Linked DNA regions of Salvelinus alpinus: region 1 is linked to region 2. A link is a contact called in public Hi-C data. All regions are on one chromosome and are shown on one strand. Each heading gives the region's core, a stretch centred on a gene start, on an enhancer-like site or on the middle of the called end of the contact. The rest is flanking DNA. Distances are from core to core; before and after follow the strand shown. Region 1 holds the start of LOC139537732 (protein Jade-1-like). Region 2 holds the start of LOC139537728 (protein transport protein Sec24A-like).

Region 1 (4,153 bases), core at 262-2,761, 240 kb before region 2:
GATAGCACCTCAGTTAATATATTTTTGAAGGAGTCTGGTGGGATGAATGTGACTGAGGGTCTTTTGCAGCTTGTTCCAGGTGTTGGCGGCAGAAAAACTGGAATGAACGAAGGCCAAAGCAAATGCTGGCTCTGGAATGACCAGAGTGATACATCTACCAGAGCGCAGGCTGCTATTGGTAGTGGAGATGTTAAGGAGTGAGCTGAGGGAGGACCTGCCTATGAGGGTCTTGTATATAAATTGTCACCCTATTCCCTTTAAAGTGTACTACTTTTGACTAGAGCCCTATGGGTCCTAGTCAAAAGTAGTGCACTACACAGGGAAAAGGGTACGTGCCATTTTGGGACTCACACAAGATATATTGCAGCATGGCTGAATATCTGCTAAATAAACAATGAGTCCAGTAGACAGTAATGGAGCACACAATCAAACGGCCATGGAGAGGCATTGCATGTTTTTCAAGGCACTTAACCCACCTGTGGTGCGGGGCAGGAAGGCTGCTACAGCACATTTGAATCTGTGCCAGAAAAATCCGGTGTACTTCACAGCCTCATTTAACTTAGTGTAAAAGAGCATTCCCCCATTACTGATGGAGTGACACCAGGTCCTCTATCCAAAAAGCGTCTCAGAGTAGGAGTGATACATCTACATCTAATCTTAATCATTATGATCTAAACGGTCAAACTGATCCTAGATCAGTAATCATACTCTGAGACACTTTGAGGATATGGGCCCTGATATAGCAATGCGGATTTCTGCACCTGCCAGCATAGTGTGTGCTGATGACGAAAATGTCAAACTGGAAACTGTGTCCCAATACTCCTCTGAATGCACTCCTCTTCGCCTTGTCTCCTGAATAGGGTTTCATGATGAACTACATACGATATTAAGTTATTTTTCATTAGTGGTCATGAGGGAAAGGGGAGTGGGGGGCAATGGGGAATGAACATTGGATGATAGTCTGAGGATGAGATGCGTAAAGAAAGAACTGTACCATTTGTATTTTATTTTTTTGTTCTAGAAATGCGTGCCAAACATGTCAGAAACACAACAAGCATTGATGTAAAAATCCTGCGATGCATCATTGGCTGTTGCAGGTGCCCCCGGAGCTGCAAGTAGGAGGCGCGCTCGCCACATGAAAGCGCGTGCGATTACTACTTGATACAATAACCTACACCGTAGATCTACAAAATACAGCTCACTCCTTATTTACATGTCATTGTAGTAAATTAGGTGGATTGATAGGTCTATCACTTGTCAATGTGTGAACCTACATCGTGGATTGGAGTGGATTGAATATTGAGTAAAACGTTTGCAAGTAGATCTAACTTTATTTCCAAGTATATGTTTGTTCAATGTCTTATTATTATGAAAATAAGACAAATATTAACATTAACAATATTATTTAGGAAATATATGTTTTTTTTCAACGTTGTCTCTGTAAATGTTCGATTATTGTGCTGCTATCATGAACCCGCCCAAACAAACCGCCCACTTAACGGTAGCTTTCACTTTCAAAAGAGTGACAGGTGAAGAATATAATCCCTTTTTCCTATTTCAGGTTGTAGTCTATGCATGATGTTTGGCGAAAGTAAGCCATTTTAAAGATATTAGAATCGTCTCTCAGGGACAGCAAATTTAAATACGTCATTCATATGGCGCCAAGAGTTTAAAGTATGATCTTATTTTGTTGTAAGGTTGCGCACCCGCCAGTGCAATCGCACAAGAGAGAAGAACGCGAGCGGGCAAGGACTGAGCAGGCTATATGTTTTTAGGTGGAACGTTGCCAAACTAGCCAGCTTGCTATCTTTCATGACTCATTATTTGAAAATTAGACATACATTTTTTTCTACTGGATTTGAGGAAAACATACTCCCATGACAAATCAGGACCTGGGGGATACCACATTGGATTTGGACTATTTTCGAAATGCGACATGGCTTTCAAAATTATATTTGTTAGCTTACCTTGCTGTACCATAGCTAGCGTACAGTAGAACGGACTTGCTGGATGCGGCTATCTTGCAAGCACGTTAACTAGCTAGCTAGAGAATTTGGATTTAAGGATGATATACTCCTAAAGTCAGCTAAATGTAGCTAACTGCATTTAGCTGATACCTGCGAATTCGGACATCGCAGGTTTGTTGACTATTATGTTATACTGTCGGATAGACTATCATGGAGTAAATTTGTCAATTGGTACTTTTTATTTTGACTTTTGGGAGAGCATCTGACGTGCTGTCAACCCCATACAGCCTCGCAGGCATAGTCCTGTCACCGACGTGAATAGTCAGGGGGCTAACTAACTAGCTCGCTAGCTAGGGGTAAGTTGGCTACACTGGAATTTGACCACCGTGAAATTCACTGTCGCTAGCTACATGTGGTTAGCTTCAAATTATATCGTAATTTCTCATCATCGCCCATCGTCCAGAGTCGAGGACGTTTCGCAGCCCGACCCTGACTGCAATCAAGATAAAAAGGTGGGTTAGATTTTGGTTTCTTGCTTCCCCCAAGAAGTACAGTACGATGCAGTAGCATGTAGCACAGGGTGAGAAGCACGCACTTCCAGAGCGGGTAGGGAAATGTGTAGTGTGCATGGGTCTAATGGTTGTGATAATTAGCGAGCACGGGTAGAACATCATGCAACTGCAACTTTTTTATTGAATAAAATATGAAAATGTCAGGTCCCAGTTCACTAGCAATGTTTGCAACGCCAACTACGCAGCGAGTATTATTTATAGACGGGCGGTCATGTTCACTGCTCTTATTAAATAATTTTGGTAGCGGGATTTTCCCGAGGTGCTGTTAAATTACATTCGCCGGTGAAATACATTATTTAATTATTTGTTTAATTCTAATAAATAATTGGCAACTTATGCAAGTGTGTGCATGTTTGCGGGAGGAGGGACCGCGGCACGCCAACGTATGGCGCTGAAAATACACTTAGCTAATGTGATAAAAAATTATCTGCCTGTTGAAAATATTACAATAGAGGAGGATAATTTTGGTAATAACGATTGCGTTATAAAACTGCATTTGACAAAAGTTATTGTTGCCATCCAGTGTCGCTCAATTGTGGATTTGAAATTAGGGGCGCACGTGCATGTGAATTACGCTCCCAAAAAGGGGAGGTATTTTGGAAGGCTAAGCACGCATATATCTAAGAATTAGAACAAGCTCAGTACTCTTATCTCCGTCTCTGCCTCTCGCTGCGTGCTGTGCGGATCTACTGTAGGGGGAGTGGCTCTTGTTTACCTTCAGAAACTCTGCGCCCATAGAACAGGGGGTGGGACTAGATTTGGTGCTGCGCATGGTTAGTAGAGGGACAGAGCAGCATCTTGATGTTCCCATTTTAAGAAATGAGAACTTGATGTTCATAGTCAGATATATATTTTGGATAGAGAATTTCCAGGGTTCAAATTACACATTGACTCTTGAGGGTGCCTCACATTGATATCTTTGACAGTTGTGGGGGGGCTCCCATTGATATTTAAGTTCTTATGAGTTTTTTTTTTTTGGGGGGGCGGGGTTGTTATGGGAGTTGCCAATGTATGTGAAGTTTACCTTTAAAGCACATTACATTCAAATGTGTTCTTGAGGTAATTCCTTATAGCTACTCTATAATGGTCCTCTTTAATAACTAACTAACCAGTAAAATATTGTTGCTTACAATCCATTACCGGCTCCCATGATTAGAATAGTATAACAATCCATCCTGTTTCTCTTATTGCACAGATGTAATTGAACTGGTTATTTCCTTGAATCAATTAAGTCTGAATCATCTGGGGACTTGTTAAATGTTCCCAGTTGTGACAGCTCCCTTCCTACCCACCCTCCAGCTGGGTATGAAACAGGAGATGAATCATGGTGTGGGGGCACGTCTCTCTCTCTCTCTCTCTCAAATCTCTCTCTCTCTCTCAAATCTCTCTCTCTCTCTCTCAAATCTCTCTCTCTCAAATCTCTCTCTCTCAAATCTCTCTCTCTCAAATCTCTCTCTCTCAAATATCTCTCTCTCTCTCTCAAATCTCTACTTTTCCCTGGAGGCCAGCTATTCGTACCTAGAAAAGAACAGTAGTTTGTTTACAAGCAAAACTGGAATTTTGTGATTTTTAGGGACAAGGCCATTAGGCCTTCAAAAGGTGCCCAATCTGCCA
Region 2 (4,012 bases), core at 942-3,441:
GCATAAACTGGCAGGTTTTGATGCGATTTTTTACATCAATAGAGTCTAGGGGGTTAAATAATGTTCTATTTAATTATTTTCATTCCTCTGAACATCACAGTCCTTTATGTCATTGATCAATATAAGCCCAACAATAATATTTAGCATACAGCATGTAGCTTAAAAATATAAACATATATAGGAAAGTAGCAATGCACATGTGCAAAATATTGTAAGATATTTAAATATTAAGGTCAGAGGGCAGTGAGGTTTACTTAAGGATAATAGATAAAATATACTTCCAGTAGGATACCAGGGGTGTATTCACTAGGTATCAAACACAACCTACCTGAATTTGTCCAATAGAAACCAAATTTTGTTCCAAAACGTACTGTTTGCAACCGTTTTCTACAGTTTGGACTAATGATTACACCCCAGGCTCCCAGACAGATTTAAATGCCAGCCCAGCTGGCTCATGTTCTCACCTTGTTGCTAGAGCCTCTCAAATTGAAGGATTTGAATTAAACGGAAGCAAACTACAGGTTCTGACAGCTCACTATAATTTACATACACTGATCAATCAAGTCACAGTTTTCAGCTCAAAGTTTTCTAGACCTAGTAGAATTTGAGGTGAGAGCAGATAGCTAAAAAATAGCTGCTATAAATGGTGGAAAGGTAATGTTACTGGGATTAAATTCAGTGTAGTCCATATCAAACTAATCTGAAACATTTAACATTGGCAGGAATTGGAAGACAAAGGACAGTCACAGTGGAAAACCCGGTAATAAACATTTATTTGACTGATTTAGCTATTTATATCAGCGAGCAGTAGTGTCCAACTAATGCAAGAATACACCAACTCACACACAAACAAATGTGGATTATGTCTCCGACACATATCGATTTTGATTTCTTTGACTAAAAATAAAAACAATTTGAGCTCGAAATGGTGGCTGTCCGTAACATTGAATTGTAATTTACGATGCAAAACCGATATAATTAATAATATAGTTATGACGACTATATCCAGCTGGCTAACTAACGTTTGATAGCCAAGCTAGCTAAAGGATAGCGAGCTGTGAGTCACAAATTGTACCTTTAGTTGGCAGCGAGAATTGGTTTTGTTATTCACATTTATTGTAGCTTGCTAGTTTGCTAACTAACATTAAAATCTAGCGACAGTAGCGTTGACATAGTTACACAGGTAAGTTGCCATTAGCTAAGTTAGTGCATCTGAATTTATAGATACGTGTCATTTTCAGAGATAACTATAGTAGCATCGAGTTAATTGCAAACATAAGAAAGCGCTAGGTGTATTGACAGTAAAGCTGTTTGTTACAGCTAGAGAACATCTCAATATAAAAATGCACATACAAATAGGCCTACTTTAAGGTTACCACATTACGTGTCAAAGTAACTTGAAATTGTTAATTAGCTACCGTCAGCAATTTGATTGAGGGTTCCTGACCGACTAACTAACGTTAGCATATACCGTTAGCTAGCTATCCGCGCTAGCCTTAATAGTGAACGTTCAAATACACTTTCGAAAACCCCATATTTGAAATAATTAATGCTTACACTTACCCGTTATCTAAGTGTAGATCAATTGACTAAATATGTTTGCTCATAAAATCATGAAAATTTGCTTTATGGTCAAATGAGAGCACACACTTCACGTCTCAACCTTCGCGTTATGTTACAGAGCCACGACACAGCAATGCAATCTGTGTCCAATAACTCTCCAGGCCCAGGCATAGCCGCTTCCTGTTTATGTTTCACAATCATCTTTCCGGTAGGGGAACAAAAATGTGAACCATATTCTAGCACTCCTATAATCTAAACGTGTTAACACAGAACACATTTGATTTAAATAATGTTATTTGATAACAAGGCAGTTTAGTATGTCTATATTTCTGATGTGAACATGTTTCTACTTCCAGTCCAGACTCTTCAACTCCAGTAAATAAATCACCCTGGAGAAACGAATTAATTAAAAAGTGAACCATTAGTCTGGTTTTATATAAACTAATTGTATTTGTAATAGACAGTCTGTCACTATGTATTTAACCGATCCTACATGTTTTTACTCAAACATCAGAGGAAGCGAAGACAGTACAACATTGCGAGTGTTTCCAGTACTGTAGAAATCCAATATGCACAGGAAGTGCCACGTGTACCAACTGCGCATGCTTGAGGAGGTTTCACGTTGTTCGTGCTGGTTGGGGAATCCCAACTTCCTGTGCAAGAAGAGAGAAGCAACACAGATATTACGGAAAGGAGTCTCACACGATTTTATTGACAAGGCCTACACCCGTAGTTGGACGGGGAACGGTCCTAACCATGGTCTGTGATAGCTAACGAGTTGGCTAATTCACTTTTTTTTTTTTTTTTTTTACCTGAAAGCCTGTGATAAAGACGCTCGGTTAAACAAACAGATCCCATTGCTAGCTAACTTAGCTGGTTAGCTAAGTAAGACGCAGCTAGCTATTCGCCAACGTAGCTTTTAAATTTGATTACGGTCGGTGTCTATTTCAAGATGTCCAGTACGGGGTTCAACTCTCAGAATGGGCCAGGAGGACAGCCATACGCAAATGGTGAGCATTTTCGCACTGTTAGCTAGCTAACATTACTGCCTCACAACTGTTTAGTAACTAACGTTAGCGCGTTAACAAGATAGGCTTTTACTTTATCCTAATCTGATTTGGCTGGTTAGCAGCTGGCTAGCTAACTACATTAGCTTGCTGCCTTGCTAATAATGCTAACCTAAAAGATGGCTAATGTTAGTGGTGGGCTAACTTACTCTTATCAAGACTATAGTTTAAAAAAAAAACATTGTTCATGTTAGTTAAGTTAGAAATGTGGATATAAGTGATCGCTTTGATTGCCCACTACGTAACTTTTAGCTAGCTAGGATAATCTGTTTTAGCTAGAGTCGTTGACAAATTTACTCACGTATCTAGCTATCTAAACTTAGTTATAGCTGCAATTTGTGTCAGTCACTAGTCTAACTGATAATTAACGTTAGCTAACTACTAGTGCTACCTTGAATGACGTTAGTCATAACTCAATTGAAGATCAAGTTCAGGGGAGAGACTGATAGTTTGGGTCATGATGATGCTACAAGTTGTCAGTTGAGTTAGCCAATTTGCTACTGTAGTTAGCTATAACTAGTTGACTCGTACGTGGGACTTAGATTTGGGTAATTGACCAAAAAGATTAGCTATATCATTTGAGTCTTGTAATTTGATTGATACCCTGTCGACTGATAAACTGTCATCCTCTAGTTGTCTTATAGGGGTTTAGTCTTTGTTTAGGGCCAAACTTTCCTCTCATTTGTTGAGGTTCTTTGGGTAAGGGTCGCGTGACTGTTTGTTGCGTACTTCGTTGCCTTTTTCGAATCACTTGGCTGGTGTCACATAAAATGTAAAATGTATAGTTATAATCGTATTATGCTTTGCAACGTCTACTCAGAAGTGAATGACGTACCACAGCGCTTTTCTTGTGCTCTACTTCTGTGTGTACATGTGGCACATTGGGATGATCCGTTTTAGTTGGATGACTTTTTTTTATTTTTTTTTATTAAGTAATATAAATATACTTTTTGTCTGGCATTTCTCTCCCTGAATGACATGTAAAATATTTATATACATACATACATACATACATACATACATACATACATACATACATACATACATACATACATACATACATACATACAGTACCAGTCAAAAGTTTGGACACACTTACTCATTCCAGGGGTTTTCTTTATTTTTTACTACTTTCCACATTGTAGAATAATAGTGAAGACATCAAAACTATGAAATAACACATGGAATCATGTAGTAACCAAAAAGTTTTAAACAAATAAAAATATATTTGAGATTCATCAAAGTAGCCACTGTTTGCCTTGATGACAGCTTTGCACACACTTAGCATTCTCTCAACCAGCTTTGAGGTAGTCACCTGGAATGCATTTCAATTAACAGGTGTGCCTTGTTAAATTCATTTGTGGAATTTCTTTCCTCAATGT

Evidence for each region. A called contact is a pair of places that touch in the nucleus more often than the background predicts.
Region 1: a Hi-C map of red muscle shows a contact between it and region 2, with 6 times the contacts expected there. The contact joins the promoter of LOC139537732 here to the promoter of LOC139537728 in region 2. A contact is called at or near these places in 2 of 3 Hi-C or Micro-C datasets (muscle and red muscle).

What each region holds. Positions count from the first base shown.
Region 1 is chr13:42,803,020-42,807,172 of SLU_Salpinus.1, reverse strand. LOC139537732 (protein Jade-1-like) reads left to right here and starts at 1,511. Exons shown (of 11, transcript XM_071339420.1): 1 at 1,511-2,479.
Region 2 is chr13:42,561,838-42,565,849 of SLU_Salpinus.1, reverse strand. LOC139537728 (protein transport protein Sec24A-like) reads left to right here and starts at 2,191. Exons shown (of 23, transcript XM_071339413.1): 1 at 2,191-2,573. The coding sequence starts at 2,516. It overlaps sar1b (secretion associated, Ras related GTPase 1B), which reads right to left and starts at 2,091. Exons shown (of 7, transcript XM_071339414.1): 1 at 1,564-2,091.